3 separate regions of the Mus musculus genome follow, and all the other regions are linked to region 2. The links are chromatin contacts, called in public Hi-C and HiChIP or PLAC-seq maps. All regions are on one chromosome and are shown on one strand. Each heading gives the region's core, a stretch centred on a gene start, on an enhancer-like site or on the middle of the called end of the contact. The rest is flanking DNA. Distances are from core to core; before and after follow the strand shown.

What was found. A called contact is a pair of places that touch in the nucleus more often than the background predicts. HiChIP or PLAC-seq counts read pairs in DNA pulled down with a chosen protein or histone mark.
Region 1: a Hi-C map of pro-B cells shows a contact between it and region 2, with 2.0 times the contacts expected there. The contact joins the promoter of B230206H07Rik here to the promoter of Nlrp6 in region 2. A contact is called at or near these places in 1 of 39 promoter capture datasets (embryonic stem cells), 3 of 484 Hi-C or Micro-C datasets (the G1E-ER4 cell line, embryonic fibroblasts and pro-B cells) and 2 of 9 other capture datasets (adipose tissue and liver).
Region 3: a contact with region 2 is called in an HNF4G HiChIP or PLAC-seq map of pancreatic cancer cells. The contact joins the promoter of Drd4 here to the promoter of Nlrp6 in region 2. A contact is called at or near these places in 5 of 39 promoter capture datasets (the C10 cell line, embryonic stem cells, liver and 1 more), 1 of 484 Hi-C or Micro-C datasets (bone marrow-derived macrophages) and 1 of 115 datasets of contacts at active chromatin or transcription factors (pancreatic cancer cells).

What each region holds. Positions count from the first base shown.
Region 1 is chr7:141,363,858-141,366,576 of GRCm38.p6, forward strand. It overlaps B230206H07Rik (RIKEN cDNA B230206H07 gene), which reads right to left and starts at 1,253. Exons shown (of 2, transcript NR_033532.1): 1 at 1,178-1,253.
Region 2 is chr7:140,919,342-140,922,419 of GRCm38.p6, forward strand. Nlrp6 (NLR family, pyrin domain containing 6) reads left to right here and starts at 1,561. Exons shown (of 8, transcript NM_133946.2): 1 at 1,561-1,745; 2 at 2,300-2,571; 3 at 2,817-2,852; 4 at 3,069-3,078. The coding sequence starts at 1,717.
Region 3 is chr7:141,290,679-141,293,858 of GRCm38.p6, forward strand. Drd4 (dopamine receptor D4) reads left to right here and starts at 1,340. Exons shown (of 4, transcript NM_007878.3): 1 at 1,340-1,635; 2 at 3,035-3,147. The coding sequence starts at 1,360.

The sequences.
Region 1 (2,719 bases), core at 3-2,502, 440 kb after region 2:
TAGGGAGTCTCCAGAACCTGTATCTGCTTCATCTAACCCTCCTAGCCCTTCCCCATCTGCCTACACTTACTGTGGCTTCCACAGAGCTGAGGCGGCTCCAGACCAAGCAGCCTCCCCTGCCCAGGAGCTCTGGACTCCTCACTCCCATGTGCTTGGGGCCCCAGCTGAACAACTGGCTCAGGCCTCTGAGTTCTTGGAAGTTGTCCCTTCTTCTCTCAAGGGCCTTCTACCACCTCTAGGTCCTTTTTAAAAAGTAGAGAGCTGGGTGTGGTAACATACACATTTAATTACAGAAAGCAGAAAGCAGAGGCAGGAGGGAGATCTATGTGAATTAGAAGTAGGTCGACACAGCAAGTTCCAGTCCAGCCAGGGTTACAGAGTTAAAAAAAACAAAAACAAACAAACAAACAAACAAACAAACAAGAAAAAAACTGTCAAAAATCTTTACTTTTAAATATTTTTTAGATTTTCTTGCTTTTACTTTATGTGTATGAATGTTTGCCTGTACATGTCCTACATGTATGTACACCATATACACCACATGTGTGCCGTGCCCACAAAGGCCAGACAGATTCTCTGGAACTGGAGTTATAGATAGTTGTGGGTCCTGGAACCCCAACCCTGGTCCTCTGCAGCAATAACCATCCCTAAAGGCTGAGACAGCTTTCCTTATTAATTCTGTGAGGCACAATCTCACATAGCACACGCCTCATACTTTTGATGTGGCTGATGGATGGCCTCGAAGGCTTCTAGGCAGGCACCCAGTTTAATGTGTTGCTGGGGATAGAGGGGAAACATTCTGCCAACAGAGCTAAGTCCTGAACCCTCAGAACCTTTCAAAGAGAATAGCAGAGGACCACCCATCACAGGCACCTAGTGAAGAGATGGAAGTGTTACAGCCCCAGGGCGAGTTAGCTTGGGACCTTCCCTAACTACTTACTCTTCCCTCTTTGGATGTCACTATCCGGGGCCTGCAAATGAGAGATAACAAACAAGAACCATGCAGCAAGCACTATCTCTAGCATTGGGTGACCTCACTCTGGTCTAGACTAAAGAATGAGACACAAAGAACCCAGGTCACCTAGGCTGGGGTTCAAGTGCAACTTTCCTAATTATAATACAACTCTCCCTGATCCCTACCCAGCAAGTCAGCAGGAATGGGAAAGGTTTGCCCTACCTGTGGGAACCCAGCTGAAGAGGGTCTGTCCATAGGTTGGGTAGATTTGCCCTGGACAAGAACGAAGAATGAACTTAAAACCCCCAAACCTAGAGTTGGTTTCTAAGCTACTTAGCCAATAAGCTCTTCGTGTGTGGGACTGCTGTGACTACTGCTCTGTGCCTAGCTCCACCACCAACAAATATTTCCATGAACAAGGCCCATCTCTGTCTGGGGACAAGCATGTCTTTGTGATCTGCCAACCTCCTGACCACCCACAGCAGGCCATTCAAACACAGGGCTTCCTATACCACTCAGAAGAGGCTTTCCCGTCTTTCTTAGAAAAAGATATAAAATAGTTGACTTCTCAAGGTAATTGGAGGAATGACAGAGAAGCTGAGATGTCCCTTCTACCTGGGTGACCCAGCACAAGATGCACACTTAACCTGGGGACAGTGATGCTTAGCCAAAGTGGCTAAATCTCTGTGCAAATCCCATGAAGGGACCCTGGACATGGGTGAATGCCGAGAAAATGCTTTTTGTGTGGAGAAGCAGAAAGGATCTACCCTGGCCCTGAATGTTCCCCTGGGAGTATTGAATGCAACATGACAGGCAAAACTGTCAAGTGTCAGAGAGAAAGCATGGAGAAGATCTGTAGCCAAATAACTTGTGCTCAAACAAGAAGACGTGAATTTGAGTTCAAAGAGACAATGTGTGTGTGCTGCTATGGGGCATGGAGCAGAGAGGAGTGATGGCCAAGCTATACAGCTCTGAGCATACAAAGCCTAAGAGTCGCTTGCCAGGCATGGTGATTCGTGCCTGTCATGTTATCGTTTGGAATGCTGAAGCAGGAGGATTACCATGAGTTTGAGGCCAGAGCAGGCTTATAGTGCTACCCTGCCCCAAAGAACAACCAAAACTTCTTTTGTTGATCACCACTCCCCAAAGTGCTGTCAAGAGACACATTGCACACTGAGTGGTCTTAAGTGCACACCTCACTGTGGATGGTATTAGGGGCACAGCTGCTTAAGAACTTTCTTCAGGGTTTGAGGTACAGGCGAGTAGCAGGGGAACAGGGAGAAGCACGGGGTCGAGTTCAAGGAGGATCTTTGGATACTTGGTTAGGACTCAGCATCCCTAAGGTGAGTTTCAAAACTCAGAGAGCCCTGCTAGGCTTTCCACCTACAGGTCCTGAGCAAGAACTTTCTGAGGGGTCAGAGAGATGGTTCAGTGGTTAAGAGAACTGGTCTCTCCTCTAAAGAAGCCGGGTTCAGTTTCCAGCACCCTTGCGGCAGCTCACAACTGCCTTAAAATTAAATAATATAATATACAAAAATCTTTCTGTAACTTCCCAAATAAGGCATTTGAAACCTCATCTTCCTGCTTTGAGTGCAACAGTGGTGTGTATGTGTGTGTGTGTGTGTGTGTGTGTGTGTGTGTGTGTGTGTATACATGCTTACATGCCTGAGTGCAAGAAGAGTCAGAGACCAGAGGTCAACACTGATTTCTTCTCTCTCTACATTGGGAAGAGCGGGGGGGGGGGGGGGTAGCAGTGGAGATTGA
Region 2 (3,078 bases), core at 311-2,810:
AGCATTCTCTGTAAACCAGAAAACACGGCTTCTAAGGAAAAATGTGGGAAAGCCACCTAGCGAATGTCACCATGACACTCCATACCTTGTGGGTTATCATGCCTTTAAAAAAAGAAAGTGGGTTCTGGGGATTGAAGCTCTGTTCCTCAAGCTTATGCTAGACTCACAATGCAACTGCTGTACAGACAGAGCCCTCTCCCCACACCTTATACTTCACGCCACGTAATATGAATACCATAAGCGTTTCTTCTTCTTCTTCTTTTTAATTTATCTTCTGTCTATGTGTATTTTGCTTGCATGGATGTCTGTGCACCCTGTGCATTCCCGGTGTCTGCAGAGGCAGAAGAAGGTGTCACATCTCCTGGAACTGGACTTACGGGTAGTTTTGCACACCGTGCTGGTGCTAGACATTGAACCTGGGTCTCCTGGAAGAACAGTCAGTGTTTTAACTGCTGAGCCATCTCTCCAACCTTCTGTGAGTGCGTGCTTTACTTCAAGAACAAGAAATAGAGGCATAGAGGTTAAACAAACTGTTCAAGGTCACACAGATGTTGAGTAGTGTACTCGAGACCAGCTTGGCTTTGTATTTCTTCCCTTCTTCCTTTTTATGTAGACGTATGTGTTTTACACACACACACACACACACACACACACACACCTGTATAAGAGTTGGATATCCTGAAGCTGAAGTCATAGGTGGTTGATAGCTACTTCATGTGGGATCAGGAAACCAGAGTCAGTCTCTTTGTGAGAGACAGATAACCCTAAGTGTTATCTATCTCTCCAGCCTCCCTCTATCACTATCACCTTGAAACATTTGATATTTGAGAGCACGGTGGCACGCATTCCACAGATTGGGTGTGGAGGTCAGAGGACAACTTTGTGGAGTTCTTCTCTTTCCACTTTTCTGTGGGTTCCAGAGTTAGAACTCGAGTTGTCAGGCAAGCACCTTTACCCTATAAACCATCTCACTGGCCCTGGCCTCACATTTTCTACCTTCAATAATGATGACAAGGAGACAAAGAAGACTTGTTTTCCAGAATTTATAAAAATAAATAAACACATCCATGCCTCTGTGAACTGTGTCTTCATGGACTTTATTTAGTCTACGACAAACAGTCACTTAAATACAACATTAACTTAGCCATGTGGAGGTGTGCACACGTGCCTTTACACACGTCCGTGCCAGCCACACAGTGAAACTCCATATCCCTGCAGTCACTTGCAGGGCCTAGGGTCAGAAACATCCGATCTCTGCCCTAGAGCTGGGTGTGGGAGGATTAACTGACTGCAGAGCTGAGGACCTGGTTCTTTTTCTCTCTCCACCCTTATCCCTGCCCACAGGCCCCTGCCCTCTTGATTTTCACGCCTTGTGTGCAAAATTTAAAGCACCTTAAGGCCATTTCTGAAGACCTGGTTGTGAGTCAGCTATTTAATCTGAACCACCTCACAGCTGCATAGGATGCCACACCCAGGAGGAGGAGTATTGATAGAATAAAATAGAAGAAAACCAAAGGTCGCAGTCCAGCACATATATGATGTTACAACCCGTGCTTAACTTGGGAGCCTCTTGACTGTCAGCAAGAGTCCAGCTGAGCCAGAATGAACAAGACTGAGAAACACCCTCACACCCAGAATGAGACCAGTTTAGCCCAGAAAGGATCACCTCTGCTCCCAGCTTCTGCATCTGAGAGTTAGATCCTGAGATAAGACTCCATGGATGCCGCTGGAGCCTCCTGCTCCAGGTGAGTGTGGTTTCCAGAGAGAACTTTCAAGTTAACTGGGCTCACCTCTAGAGCAGGTCTTGTACTGGAATTTCAAGCCCATCTTCTATGTCCACCCTGCAAACCAGGGCATTTATGAGTCTGCTCCCCACAAGGAACTCAGACTCAGTCCCTGGTGTAGGTGGTCCAGAAAAGACTCACCAAAGTGTGCTATGTATGAGTTTGGAGTAGAGAATTCAGGAAGCCTACCAGGGCCTGGCCTGTCTCAGTTGAGCAGAGCTGGAGCCCTTTCAGAGGATGTGACAAGGGAGAGCACAGACCCACGTAGGGAAGCTAACTGGCTTTATCTCGTGTGGCCAGAAAGGAAAGACGCAGAAAGACTAACCATGGAGTGATCCACTTCACCACAGTCAGTAATTTGAGGTGAAGCCTTGGAACACCCTGTGGGTCTCTACAATGTATTGCCCTGGGGCTCCATGTGGAGAATGTGCAATGTGTGACCCGGGGTGCTTTGGAGGTTCAGGGACAGGTCCTATTCAGGTCGCATCAGTGATGATAACCCTTCTCATCCCCAGCGTGGATGCAGTGGCAAGGGAGCTGCTTATGGCTACACTGGAGGAGCTGAGCCAGGAGCAGCTGAAGCGCTTCCGCCACAAGCTAAGGGATGCGCCCCTGGATGGCCGCAGCATCCCGTGGGGGCGACTGGAGCGCTCAGACGCTGTGGACCTTGTCGACAAGCTCATTGAGTTCTATGAGCCAGTGCCAGCTGTAGAAATGACCCGGCAGGTCCTGAAGAGGTCGGATATTCGAGATGTGGCCTCGCGACTTAAGCAACAGCAGCTACAGAGTAAGCTGGGCAGAGTAGGATGGGGCTGGATCCGGTGGCTCGCCCTTGATCCTCCCTGCTCTCCTTGGGAAGATCAACTTTGTCCACTCTACCACTTCCTGAGACTCTCCTTCCCGGAAACCAGCCCAAAGTTTCATTCGCGGGGGAGAGGGGGGGGCGGGGGCTGGTAGTTCCATAAGCTCCCATGGAAATGCCTTGCCCCATCTCTCATGCTCAGAGAGCCTCATGTCGGGTTTGCCTTCCAGAGCTCGGCCCCACCTCGGTGCTTCTCTCCGTGTCAGGTATGTTCGGTCGGGCACACAGGTGAAACGTCCTATTGGACTCCTTATAGAGCCCAAGTTTCCTGGACGCTGCTTGGGGATCCTTGGGTGTGAGATGGCTGGAGAAGGAAGCTATAGCATACTAGAGGAAAGGGAGCCCAGATTTAGACAGGCAGGGGGGTGATTCCATAGTGGCGGCAAGCCCATCCCTGTCTTTCGCGATCTTACGCCTTCCAGCGTTCAAGAA
Region 3 (3,180 bases), core at 90-2,589, 370 kb after region 2:
CATCTAGTGATAGGGGGTGTAACAGGGGGAGGGGAGATAAAGGGTGGGAGAGAGAAGAACCCACAAAGTAGCAAATACCAACTACAGTCTACCTCCACTTGAAGATAGCCCTTTAGTCACAGGACTCCAGGTAATCTCTCTCAGCATTAGTAAGCCCATATACAAAAATTCTTTCATCAGCATAGTCCCCAGGTACTTTCACTGCAAGGGCTCCCAATCTTCCAGGGACTGTCCTTGCTGCTGTCTCTTCTCCTGTCCTGATTCTACAGTGTCCTCTCAACCTGTGCTGTCCTGTTCCAGCCTAGGTTCCTGTGCTGGCACAGAGAAAAGTATGGCCTCCAGATGTGGCTTGGGAAAAGAGCCCCCATGTGAGAGTTCTCTCAGCTCAGAGAGTCCTTGTCAGGTAACCCTGGTAGTCAGCGTGCCATACAGTATCAAATGCAAGGAAGCTGAGGGTCAAGATAGGAAGTGGGGTAACCACTCAGCGGCCCACAGAGGATGGTTAAGGCTTAAGGCTGAACCAGACATGGTGGTCCACACTCTTTAATTCCAGCACTCCGGAGACAGAGGGGAGGCCGAAGGATCTGAGTTCAGTGCTAGCCTGCTGTACAGAATAAGTTCTAGGACATACGCAGGGAAACCCTGCCTTGAAAAGTCAACAACAACAATAATAAAATTAATAATAATATATTAGATAAAAAGTTAAGACTGGGCCTTGGAGGTGCCAATTATCAATTTCACCATGGTCCGCTTAAGCACTGACTGATGGAGACTTGGGAAGAGAGATGGTGAGAAAAGTAGGGCCAGCCAAGGCCTGGATCCCAAGAGTTGCTGCACATCTGCCCACAGAGAATGAGCTTGGTGTGCTGCTCAGTATTGCTAAGCCCAGAACCGTTAGTGAAAGAGGCGAGGAGCCTTTAACCTGTTCCAGAACCAGAGCTGATGGTTTCCCACGTGGGAAGGACCCCAGTGCAGGAGTATAGATAGGTTCTCCACATCCTCCAAGGTATCTTGGAGAGCCGCTTTTGACAGGTAATTTAGTGGCCTGTCTCCTGGCCAGGATGGGATGGCTGGCTCTGACGAATCTGGTCCAGACAACCTGCTTTTCTACCTAGGTTTCTGGAAGCACAAACTAGCCCCGATGAGGGGACACATCAGCCGCTGCTTAGCCTTTTTATGCCAGTCACTTCGCTCATTTCTCTTGAATTGAAGCATTTCTCCCTCTGCCAATTTCCTAGAGTTCAGAAATTCAAGCCGGGGCGGGGCGGGGCTGGACGCGCTGGGGGCGGGATTCCGGGTAGCCCCTGCCTGCAAATCCCCAGGCTCAGCGCCTCCCGGAGCGGGTTCAGCAGTGGCACCATGGGGAACAGCAGCGCTACTGAGGACGGTGGGCTGTTGGCCGGGCGTGGGCCAGAATCCCTGGGGACTGGCGCCGGGCTTGGGGGCGCGGGCGCGGCGGCGCTGGTGGGGGGCGTGCTGCTCATCGGCTTGGTGTTGGCAGGGAACTCGCTCGTGTGCGTGAGCGTGGCCTCCGAGCGCACGCTGCAGACACCCACCAACTACTTCATCGTGAGCCTGGCTGCTGCCGACCTCCTCCTCGCGGTGCTGGTGCTGCCTCTCTTTGTCTACTCCGAGGTGAGCCTCGGTGCGCTCTTCCCCTACCTCCACTGCTCCCAGCCCCCCAGCCCCAGCGCAGTTTCGCGCTTGGACCCTCAGCCACCTTGAGCCAGGGTGTTTGCAGGGACGTCAGGTCTCCTCACTCCTGACTATCCACTCTCTCCCGCTCTTCAGAATCTTTCGCCTACTTTTCCTCTTGTCCGTCACCCTACCATCCTCTGGATTCCTTCCTACTCTGTCTGAGAGCTACCTACCCAGAGAGGACTCGTGTCCCTAAAACCAAGAATCGCAGAAAATTGTCCTTCCTATTTAAGCCCTGGCTTCCACTGCAGAAATGCTGCATCCCCCAGCCTGTGGCAAAAAACAGCTAGCTAGACAGGCGAAAGTGCAGACACGCAGCATCAGCATCACTACCGATGACTACTGCCTTTTGGGAACACACACACACACACACACACACACACACACACACACACACACACACCCCAGCCTGTGCCAGCTCACTCTCACCCTTCGGAAGAAGCCCAAAGCCTGCAGCCACCCAGCTCCCAGGAGCTCGGAGCAGCAAAGGGTGAAGGCAGAGAGGCCTGGGCAGGATACTGAACCTGAGGGGCCGCTAAAGGGAGTGGGTTCAGGACCTTTTGGAGACTCCTGGAACACAGACACCCCAGATCAGGTCTGGCTCGTAGGTGGGTCTGCTGTGGTTACTGGCAATTCTTATCTGCCCACGGTTTGGGCAGGGTGGGGTGGGGTGAATGGTATTTCTAAAGAAGACCCTGAGTTCTGGAGCTGGAGCAGAGGCCAGTGGCCACACTTGACCCCAGGTCCTCCCCAAGGCACAGACGTCACTGTGATGATTCTTAAGCTCATAATCATCCCAAATCAGTGTGAAGGGATTTGGGGACGGCTGGTTTGAGACGGCTGTGTGCTCCTTTGCCCTTGAAAAAGAACACTCCGTGCAGCAGATTCACAGACAGCCCGGCGAGGTCTTTGTATTTTTAGGACACATTTGTCCTCAGGACAATTGCCATGTGTCCAGCAAGTGAAGAGACCTATCCAAAGCCCCACAGCAGTGACAGTTCATGCAGGGAGGATAACTCGAGTCTTGGAGGTGGGTAGGATTTGTGTTTAGGGGGCCAGGCTTAAGAATTTAGGGCCTCCTCTCCCCTAGATGTTATCAACCCCCCTGGGTCTTACCCAAGCTTCTCACATAACCAAAGAAGACCTAAGTCAAGAGGCAGGTCTGTTTGCACGTTCTGTCTCCAACACATGTCTCAGGCTCACATCGGGCTTGTATGCCCCCTTCCCTCTAATACACAGCCCTCGATTCCCCTCAACAAGAGTGGGGGTCAGCAAGTCCGCGGCTCAAAGGTCAGGCAGGTCTTGTGTTTCATTTCTGCAAACTCTGCGTGGCCAGGTCCAGGGTGGCGTGTGGCTCCTGAGCCCCCGTCTCTGTGACACGCTCATGGCCATGGACGTCATGCTGTGCACCGCCTCCATCTTCAACCTGTGCGCCATCAGCGTGGACAGGTGGGTACCCCGGACGACCCCTCTCCCAGTCCC